Regions from separate parts of the Danio rerio genome. Here region 2 is linked to region 1. A link is a contact called in public Micro-C data. All regions are on one chromosome and are shown on one strand. Each heading gives the region's core, a stretch centred on a gene start, on an enhancer-like site or on the middle of the called end of the contact. The rest is flanking DNA. Distances are from core to core; before and after follow the strand shown.

The links. A called contact is a pair of places that touch in the nucleus more often than the background predicts.
Region 2: a Micro-C map of caudal fin shows a contact between it and region 1, with 10 times the contacts expected there. The contact joins the promoter of znf687b here to the promoter of hax1 in region 1. A contact is called at or near these places in 3 of 18 Hi-C or Micro-C datasets (caudal fin, hematopoietic stem cells and an unstated tissue) and 2 of 4 datasets of contacts at active chromatin or transcription factors (embryo and gastrula embryo).

What each region holds. Positions count from the first base shown.
Region 1 is chr19:8,853,674-8,859,235 of GRCz12tu, forward strand. It overlaps hax1 (HCLS1 associated protein X-1), which reads left to right and starts at 1,711. Exons shown (of 7, transcript NM_001002337.1): 1 at 1,711-1,843; 2 at 3,400-3,632; 3 at 5,170-5,348; 4 at 5,427-5,490. The coding sequence starts at 1,773. It overlaps ubap2l (ubiquitin associated protein 2-like), which reads left to right. Exons shown (of 27, transcript NM_001083066.1): 27 at 1-558. It also overlaps a transcript of mllt11 not described here.
Region 2 is chr19:8,884,602-8,890,033 of GRCz12tu, forward strand. znf687b (zinc finger protein 687b) reads right to left here and starts at 4,118. Exons shown (of 10, transcript NM_001347673.1): 1 at 3,813-4,118; 2 at 134-2,430; 3 at 1-53. The coding sequence starts at 2,405.

The DNA.
Region 1 (5,562 bases), core at 461-2,960:
GGGAGACTGGATTGCGTTCGGGCATGACTTTTGACCTCGTTGTTTTGCCATAAGCGTGACGTTTCTCTCATTTGCTTTGGGATTAAGAGGTCACCCCGTGTGTGTTTTTTGTTTTGGGCCACCCTGTGTTTTCTCTGTCCTCCTTTCTGACCTGCAGTCTTTCTCCTCCCGTCTGTCCCCCAAATATATTCTTTTAGTAATCTGATTATTAGGAAAGTGCTGATGGACAGAATTGTACTATGGGTATTTTCTTTTTGTTTGTTTTTTTTTTCTTTGTCAGTGACTTTCTTTTTGTACTGTGCGTTTTAAAAAGATTTAAATGGATAAACTTGTCTTGTACATATATATATATATATAAAAAACACAAGTACTGTAGTCTGTTTGTTTGATGGCTTCTTTTCTCCCCTCTCGAATCCCTACACAGACTTGTTAGCATTTCGTTTTGTTTCATAATGTTTTTTTATTTTGTAAAAAATATATATATAAATATTAAGTAAATAAACAAGAAAAAGACATTTTCATCATTTTTTTGGGATGTGAATGTCTTTTTTAAGAAAACCGAAGTTTGTGTGCCTCTTTAACTGCAGTCTGCTTCTTTGTTCAGGTTGATCACGTCAAGTGTTGCTTTGCAAATGTACATTCACATCTTATTTTTTAAATCTAATACAAGGAGCCCTGTTGCCTTGGGGTTTAAAATGTATTGGTTTCTCAATTTATTATGTAAAAATAGGACTGAAATGATAGTTAAGTGTCTGAATACAAATCTTACCACAGTTGCTGGATGTAGAATATATTTAAATAATTTGGTTTACGATGCATATGTAGATTACCTAAATATCTAATCCAATACTAGATTACAGATAAAGTAAGGTAGATTTAAATTTTTGATGTGCTTTTTATTTAACTTTTTAACTTGCCAACAATATAAAACCTCTTTATTTAAAAATACATATTTTTTACTTAACACAGTAATTTAATAGAATTTATTCAAAGATATTACTTTTAAACTTGATGAATTAAAATTAAGCAATTTTAAAATCTTCATGAATGTTTAAACTTGCACATTTTGATAGTATAAGTCCTTTATTTCTCCCATACATATCCTACATAACATAAATATAGTCTGTTTTTCTGTTGAACACAGATATTTAAGAATATTAGAAATAGGTAGCTACTTACCTCTATAGAAGGGGAAAATAAATAAATAACTATAAAAGTCAACGGCTACTTGTTTCCAGCATTCTTGTTATTTACAGTAGAAACAAACTAACCGGTCTGAAACAAATTAAACACTTTTTTTTTTTTTTTTTTTTTTTTTTTTTTTTTTTACAAATAGTTATAGAAATAGTTTAGATTTTTTTTACAGCGTATAACCATGATGACATTACCTTGTTGGTAACGTTTGGTTATTTGTGAACTATCGAAAGTTTAGTATATACTTTTAATTTCAAAATGCAGCCGATAAACTTCCGGTAAAACGTGTATGTAATCGTTTTAAATTTCATAAGGTTCATTTTACAGTATCGATACTTTATGTAACTAAATATAATCCAACTTAATTGACTTAAGCATTTGTTTAGAAAGAAAGCGTTAAAAGATAACAGACGCAAGAAGGAACACATCATGCCGTGTGGGACTTTAATTTTGAAACTTGTGCGGAAGCAGGTGGAAAGCTCTAGTAGGTTTCCTCACTGTTCTTCCTGCGCTAATCTCTGATGCAACTCTGTTTGTTATGGTGGCATTTTGTGAAGGTCTCAGGATTCTGTCCATAAATGAGCGTTTTTGATCTGTTTCGTGGGTTTTTCGGGGTTCCCGGAGGTCATTATCGAGAAGATGGCCGCAGGTGAGTTTGTCAAATTGTTAAAATAAGTTCAAACGTCACCTGACAGCTGCTGCTGTTAAACAGATAATGTTTAAATATATAACCACGTGTATTTTGTGTTGTTCTGTGCGTTATGTACTTAATTTATATTTTATCTGCAAATATTACGGTTTGTAACTTGTGAATTGCATCCTTTGTGTTAAGTTAATAGCATAATGGTTAAAGCAAAACGATGATCGTTTAAATGGTAATCTTGTGTGTAGAAGTTATGTAATCTAATATAATTCATCTCGCTTTCTTGAGGTTTTTGTATCGTTAATGGTTTTAATACAAGTAACATTTAAACATTTTTAAATAAACAAAAGCGTTTATATATTGAAATTAAATTATGTTCGTGTCATTATAAGTTTTAATATATATGTTAGATAGACAATAACTTTGCAAGTACACAGATTATTTGGTCCAGTTTTATTTTCGAGTAAGTAACAGCTGAGATGTAGAGATGTGAAGCCATATGGAACATTCTTTCACTTTTATTTTGACACACCAGAACATGAAATGGTAAACACCGTGTTGCTCCTTGAAACATTAACACACACCTCTTCATAAGTACTTTAATTAAATGAGACTTAATTATTGCGGTTTCACATTTTAAAGTAGTAATAAGTATGAAAAATTCAGCAACAGATGACATCAGAATATCCTAATATAAAGAGAAGAAATATGAAAGAAAAGATAAAAGAATATTAATTTTCTTTTCGGCTTAGTCCCTTTAGTAATCAGTGGTCACCACAGCCGAATAAACCGCCAACTCATCCAGCATATGTTGTACGCAGCGGATGACCTTCCAGCTGCAATCCAACTCTGGGAAGCACGCATACACTATGGCCAATTTAGCTTCAATTCACCTGTTCCACATGTCTTTGGAATATGGGGGAAACCCACGCCAACACAGGGAGAACATGCAAACTCCACACAGAAATGCCAACTGACCCAGCCGAGACTCTGCGACCTTCCTGCTGTGAGGCGATCTTGCTACCCACTGCACCACCGTGATGCCCTGTACAAATATGTACACTGGATGTAGTTTTATGAACCCCCCCACCCAAAAAAAAAGCAGAGCAACAGAATATAAGCAGCATATTTTTTGACCCAAGAATATTTATCTTAAAATCATGCTTAGACTTGCATGCTAAAATGTTATATTTGTTAAATAAACATTCATAATTTTTAGTAATAATTAAGATATTTTCATTACCTGTCACTTGATGTTACACTTATCTTTATTTTCTTTAATTAACTATTATTGTTTTTACACCAAACCTAGATTAAATATATTTTAAACTATACAAAGGGTTTTTAATGGTGGTTAAAAATCCAACGGCACTTTGCATATAACTGTAAGCACTTTTGGTGTAATGGTAATCAACATAAATAATGATTTTTTTTCTTTTAAATGTAGACCTTGTTGGCATAAATAATATTAATTTGTCCTATATTGCGCCAGATTAATCAGCTACAGTGATGTTTAGTTTAGAGTGGTCTGACAATTTGAATCATGGTTTTTTTTAATACAGGGACCCCTTCTTTGATGGAATGATTCATGAAGATGATGATGATGAAGACGAGGATGACTTTAACAGACCCCATCGGGATCCGTTTGACGATGCCTTCAGGTTTGGATTCAGTTTCGGTCCAGGCGGGGCACGCTTTGAAGAGCCTCAGATGTTCGGCCAGATCTTCAGAGACATGGAGGAGATGTTTGCTGGTCTGGGACGCTTTGATGAGCGACATGGATTTGGACCGAGAGGTGTGTCTCTTTGCTCTGTCCCTTTTCAATTTAACATTTTGAATGACCAATTATAGTTAATTTATAAACAATAAGGTGACATGGGTGAGCAGTGGATAGCATGATCGCCTCACAGCAAGAAGGTCGCTGGTTTGAGCCTCGGCTGGGCATTTCTGTGTGGAGCTTGCATGTTTTCCCTGTGTTCACGTGGGTTTCCTCTGGGTGCGCCGGTTTCTCCCACAGTCCAAAGTGTGCTGTAGGTAGTCTAAATTGGCCATAATGTATGTGTGTGAATGTGTATGGGTGTTTCCCAGTGATGGGTTGCAGCTGGAAGGGCATCTGTTGCGTAAAACATATGCTGGATAAGTTGGCGGTTCACACCGCTGTGTTGACCCCTGATGAAAAAAGGGGCTAAGCCGAAAAGAAAATAAATGACTGACTGAATGAATGAAGATGTTATAATAATAAAGAATACTTATGAGAAGAGCAACATGAGTGTTGACATTACAAAGTATTCAATTTCTTTCCTTTTTTGGTACTAAATGACCCCAAATTACTGAAAAAATACCCCAAGATAAAAATTTCTAAACTGTCCATACCTTAGCCGAATACACAATGACAGGCTTGTCATAATTTTACAAATTGTCTTACAATGTCAGAACAGGGTAATAATTTACAGTTTGTTGTGAAATAAGCTAATTGATGATGGTTAGATCAGCTCATTGCACAATTTATTGTATTACTTTCCCCCTCAGATTTGGTCAAAACAAAAGTGGCCGATGTATTTTATTGCTTGTTCAGATGACATTCTCCAGTTAAAATTACTAATTGAGTGAAAGTGTCTAGGCCAGTATCTACACCAGTGCAAATAACCACAATCGCGCATTTTCAAACTGAGACAGAACTCGCGGACTGCTGCTTTACAACTGACCTTATTGAGTTCAAATACAGTTGAAGTCAAAATTATTCGGCCTTCTGTGAATTTTTTTTAGTATTTTTTTTAAAAAATCTTTCCCAAATGATGTTTAACAGAGCAAGGAAATTATCATAGTATTACCTATAATATTCTTTCTTCTGGTGAAAATCTTATTTATTTATTTTTCCAGCTAGAATAAAAGCAGTTTGAATTTTATTTATAGTATTTTACGGTCAATATTATTATCCCCCTTAATCAATTTTTTTTTTTTCAGTATGTCTACAGAACAAACCATCGTTATACAGTGCCTTGCCTAATTACCCTAACCTGCCTAGGTAACCTAGTTAAGCCTCTAAATGTCACTTTAAGCTGTATAGAAGGGTAGAAATATCTAGTAAAACATTGTTTACTGTCATCATGGCAAAGATAAAATAAATCAGTTATAAGAAATGAGTTATTAAAACTAATATGATTAGATATGTGTTGAAAAAAATTGTTTGAGTTAAACAGAAAAAATATAAAGGGGTCTAATTAGTCAGCCTTCAACTGTGTGTACATTCTCTAACTGATTGTGGTTCACAATTGCACTGGTTTAAGTGATGATACATTTCTAGCATCATCTGTTCTGCTTCTTCCCATCAGGTTTCCCGTCAATAGAAGCTCCACCTCCACAGGAAGGAGTTGAGAAAGGCAGGAGTGGGACAGGAAGTGGGAATCCCATCAGAGATTTCATGTTGAAGTCTCCTGACCGCTCACCTAAAGATCCAGAGCACAGAGAGGATTCTCCACCAAATCATCCTCACAGGAGGCCTTTCTCAAAGGTAAATCGAGGTCTGCCAGTGAATATCTGCAGTCTCTCCATTCCAGCGTCTCATCTTATTGGCTTTCTTTCATTTCAGTTCAACGATATTTGGAAAGATGGACTGTTAAAACCAAAGGGGGAAGACAAAAGGGAGGATGGAGGTAATGCATCTTGTGCAGGTTTTCACAACAATTATACAAGTCTGAGAGCAGATATAGTTCTCAAAACCATTC
Region 2 (5,432 bases), core at 2,868-5,367, 33 kb after region 1:
AGGGGTAGTGGAGGATGTCAAAGGTGGAGAGGAAAGTGACGGAGAAAGCATACCTACAAACAGAACATTTGGCATTCAGCATTGAGTGTATGACATTAAGCGTTCACAGAAAACTGCAGAATTTTGAAGTTACCAATGGGGGTAGTGTCCTGCTGGCCAATCATCTGCTCCACTGTAACTGGTCTCATAACCAAATGTGAGCACTGCATGACCAGGCCTCGTTCCTTGTGCTCGCGAGCATGTAGCAGCAGACTGCACTTGTTGAAGAAAGCCAGCCGTTTTGCGCAGTGATTGCAGGTCACCTCTATTCTTAAAGAGCGACGGTCGTAGTGTCTAGCCAGGCTGCGCTCCAGAGCGAACGAATCTCCACACTCCAAGCAGCGGTAGCCAGCGGCAGGCATAGGAAGACCCCATTCAGGCGGTGGAGGGGTTGAGAGATCTGGACGGTAACTAGGAAGCAAGTTCTTGCTATTTAAGATCTTGTTGAAGGCCTCGACTAGGCTGGACTGGCTTCGAGAAATAACAGCACCAGTGCTGTTGACGATAGATGCTGGTTTACATGGCATAGTCCCTCCATTGGTGGTTTTACCGACTGTAGGACGTACGCTTATCCCGCCGACAGCTGGTGCGACAGGTAGAGTGGTGGCTTTTGTGATGCTCACTGCAGTGGCGGAGACTTTAGTTTTATCTGACTGCATGGTCATTTTGTTTTGAACCTTGCTGGCTGCAGCGAGCATGGCACTACTGGCTTCTAAAGTGGATACTGGTAGGGTTGAGCATTTCACGCCTTGACCAGCAGTGGTGTCATTTTTTTTCCCACCTTTCACGGGACCGGCTCGACCTCCTGTTTGGCCTTTATTTGCATCTTTTCCTGCATTGGCAGCAGCACCTCCCTTACCTGCTACTCGAGTAACAGTGCGAGTGATGCCTCCTGTAGACGTCTTAATGGTCTTGATGCGGACTTTAAGAGGTCTAGAAGGGGCTTTGCCACCAGTTGCAGCTTTTCCATCACTGTTTGTTGACGAGCCAGTCTCCGCTTCAAGGGATTGCGCAGGATCTACCTCTATTTTATCTGTATCCCCTTTACCACCATCTGTGTTCTCCGCATCTTGTCCATTCTCTGTAGATGCTTTGTCTACTTCCATCTCCTCATCTTCCTCCTTGGGTTCACGAAGGGCTGCAGAAGGGGATGAGGCGGCCGCTGGGCTGCAGGATCTTTTAGTAACTGCAGATGTTGGCATGGAGGACTTGGGCATTTCAGGCTCTGGGCTTTCAGGAGAATCCCGTTCTTCAATCACATGCTCTGGGTTTCTCTCTTCTTGAGGTAAACTTTTTCCATTTCCTGTTTGGGCGGCTGTTGACAGCCAATTCTGTTGCGCACGAGGAGAAGCAGGTGATGCGGAGGGGACGTCACCTGGTTTGGGGTAAGCATTTGGTGATATGGATGTTGAAGGGGGAATAGAAGGAGACTGTGAATTTTCAGGGGATGACCGAAGTCGACGTGAGAGTTTCGGAGGGGTAGGAGAGTCCGGACTCTCATGAATGACTAAAGACCCTCCAGAATCAGGATCTGAGTCCTCCTCTTCTGAATCTGCACGTCTAAATGCAGACGAACTAAGACGTGGTGTTCCGTTAAACGGCTCTGTTAAAGAAGTGGCAAGCGGAGACGAGGCCACAGCCCCAGACACTCTGGAGCCAACTGAGGGAGACGATGATGACGGCGAGGAGGATGAGGCTGTGGAAGGAGTGGAAAGAAGTGGTTTAGGTGGAGGAAAGAAAGGAGATGCTGCTCCGCTTGCCCCACTTGGATTTGCAGGAGCTTTTGCCTTGTCTGCACCTTCAAGGTTCATCTCCTGCTGCATATGCTGCTGTTGCAGAAGCTGCATTTTCCGTGCCCTCCCGACAGAGTCTCCAGCACCTTGTGCCATCAAAGGCTTCAGCTTATTGAAGATGTTGCTCCCCTGTTTGGAACCGCCAGACGATCCATGCTGTCCTGCAGTCTCTGGAATTGCCTTGGAGCTACATACAGGCCACTGTTCACCATTCGGCTGGCCTCGAGACTGAGACATATGTACTGACCCACCAGATGACACAAATCCATTATGGTTGAGTGGGTCTGGTACTGAATTTTCGCCACCATCAAATGGCTCAGGACGAACGCGGTTCTTCACAATCACACTGACAATAGATGGGTCGCTCTGGGAATCTGTGGATGGGCTGGGTGACCGTAAGGCAGAACTTTCACCTACTGAAGCATCACCAGATTTTATAAGCGATGCTCCACCTGCTCCTTGATGCCCCTCCACCTCATCCGGGGCTGACTGGATAGCTTCTTTGGCATCAATATCAGGAATGTCAAATGCTGCCAACAGGTCATCGAAATCGGGGGTTTTCATGTCCCCCATGCCGGGTCAGTGGACTCACTTAATCCTAAAATATAAACAAATGAAATGAGAAACCAATGTAATGCCAATTTCATTAATAGTGTACAAAATGTGTTTTATTGACAATATTATAAACATCATGTTCAACAAATCGATTTACTGACAATTTCCATAGTATACTCTTGCATGAATGCCATAATTTGACAAAATTACTAAATAATGACAGTGTAAATAACATCTGGTTGACATTAAATTCTCTTTTAATAAGAGAATAACTCATTGTATTTATTAATAGCTCATATTCTTTAATATTGAGTCTAAATTCTGCTGTGATTTAATGTGATGTGTAAGGTGCTAAGTAAGTTTAAGCAACAGCTTATGGCAAGTCTACTGTTTTTTTTAAATACCTTAATTTTAAAACATCCAACTAAAATCAAAGCCAACTAAATCAATTTATTTCAAACTCTTCTTTTTCTAAACATTAACAGACACTGCTTCGTGCTAAGGTACCTCTGAGGTAAACTGAGAATGATGTTAGCCTCACGTATAATTATCACGAATCATGTATATCATCATTTATTAATAGTTCATTTTAGTTCCACAACAAAAATACATGTATAAGTTTTCATTTAAACATATAAACACATCGTGCCACAGCAAATAACACCCATCGGCTTTTGTTAGCTTTGGCTAACAGCCGCGTAATGCCTCTATAGCAACCTAGATGTTGGTGGCTGAACCAGAACACGTATTTAGAGATGCAATATAAGAATGAATCATTTTAAACATTTACAAGTAGATATTATGATATATTATACACATTATATCATTTACATGTGTGTTAACAGAGCCTGTTTAGCACGCTACAGCAGCAATGGTATCAACAACAGAATCCAAACAAGCCCCTTTAACGTTAGATGGAATAAAAACATTGTACGAAAATATAATTGAGCAATAAACAAGAAAAAGGGGGTTAGTTCCTATCGAGAACGCGTTACAAGTATATACAATTCATTATGTATATAACGTTTTGACAAACAGGGAACGGCTAAAACCTGCGGCTGACCTGGCTAACAACAAATGGGGACAGAATTGAATCGCTGTCGTAAGAATAATGAGTTTCCGACACATTTTGTCTCTTACATTAGGTTTGTATGCTGACTGACTGCTAAACAAAGCACTACTGGGCTGATAAATAGAAACATGGGGTGTATTTTTGGGTTTGTTCTGTTATGACGGCGGGGTCTGTGCTGCCCCGTCGCGAGGGTCATTTAAGCGCAGGCCACTGCATGTGCACGGCAACGTTTACCTGCTTATAAATAACCTCACACTGATGCCACATTGTGCCTTCATGATCATGCATTTTAATGAAGGTGTGTGTAGTTTTCGGATTTTGTTTTTTCATGCACAGGCAGTTATTTTGTTTACCTGCTTTTTGAGATTCCCGACTATCCTCGCTCCAGATGAAGCGCCTACTTCCCGTCATCGATCGACTACGGCCAGGTCTTGGAAGATAAAGTTATCAATTATAGATAGAAAAAATGTTTTTCGTTATGGTTTTTGGTTATGCGCGTAAGTTTGCATCTAAATCTCCTGTGGTATGTCAGTTACAGTTTTGATCTCAAAGAAAAACATCACAATTGTAATTAGATTCTATGGATGTGTGGTTGTTGTGTATTTATGTCCTTCCAGGATCTCGTATTTCACTGTCTTTTGCTTGATTTGGTTTAGGCCTTGATTGTAAGGATTGCGGATATTTCTGCACCCCCTAAAGCACAGAGGATTTACGTTCATTTATTTCCATATACTATAAATATCTTATAGTTAAGAATTGTAGCCAATAATTAGATATAAAAGGTTTATTTTTCTATATGCTTCCAAAATGTTGAAACATATGTCATACATTAACGTTATTCACAATATATTGTTGCATTTCGAGACATCTAAGGTTATTTTGGCCATTATTTGCACAGACACAAATGCATGTACGGATGCATAACATTGCTTTTATACCGTATCTAGTCAATTCCTTTATGTCTGACGAGGAAATATATCATTAAAAATGTATATATATAATGAGCCCAGGATTACGATGAAGACTCATACCAATGTTAAGTGTAATGAAACATGTAGAAATGTGGAAAGCAACAGTAATCAGAATTCATTTTTAAGAAACATCACAATGATGCTATATTTATCTCATCTGATTTATTTATTAGGTTTTACCGCCATCTAGAGATCACTTGAAGCACCGGCACCGGACAGCTGCATCCGATGCTGACGCACACACACACACACACACACAGACACATACGCACAATTTTGCAAACATATTGGCTCATTTATTAAAGATAATAGTCAACATGTTTCTGTTACTCTTAAAGATATTATTTGTGGTTATTATCAATCTGTCTCTACTAATAGAAATGCTTGTTTTGTTATAGCCTACATTTAACTGATTTTTTTTCATTCCATATCCACAAATGCAAATGTACTAATACCAAACCATATTTTCCAGGTTTTTTTGCAAGTAGTTATTTAAATATTTTAATATATTTAATATTTAAATTTCATTATTTGAAAATAAGAAAGCAAACAGAACTATCTCATTTTGTAATGACTTTATATACTGTAATTGATTCTTAAACGTCTTACCCTCATTTCATGTTCATTCATTCATTCATTCTCCTTTCGGCTTAGTCACTTTATCAATCCGGGATTGCCACAGCGGAATGAACCACCAACTTATCCAGCATGTTTTATGCAGCGGATGTCCTTCCAGCTGCAACCCATCACTGGGAAACACCCATACAATCTCATTCCCAACACTGGCGGACAATTTAGCTTATCCAATTCACCTATAGCGCATGTCTTTGGACTTGTGGGTGGGGAAAATCGGAGCACCCGGAGGAAATCCAAACCAACACAGGGAGAACATGCAAACTCCACACAAAAATGTCAACTGACCCAGCCGAGGCTTGAACCAGCAACCTTCTTGCTGTGAGGCGACAGCAATACACACACACATACACACACACACACACACAC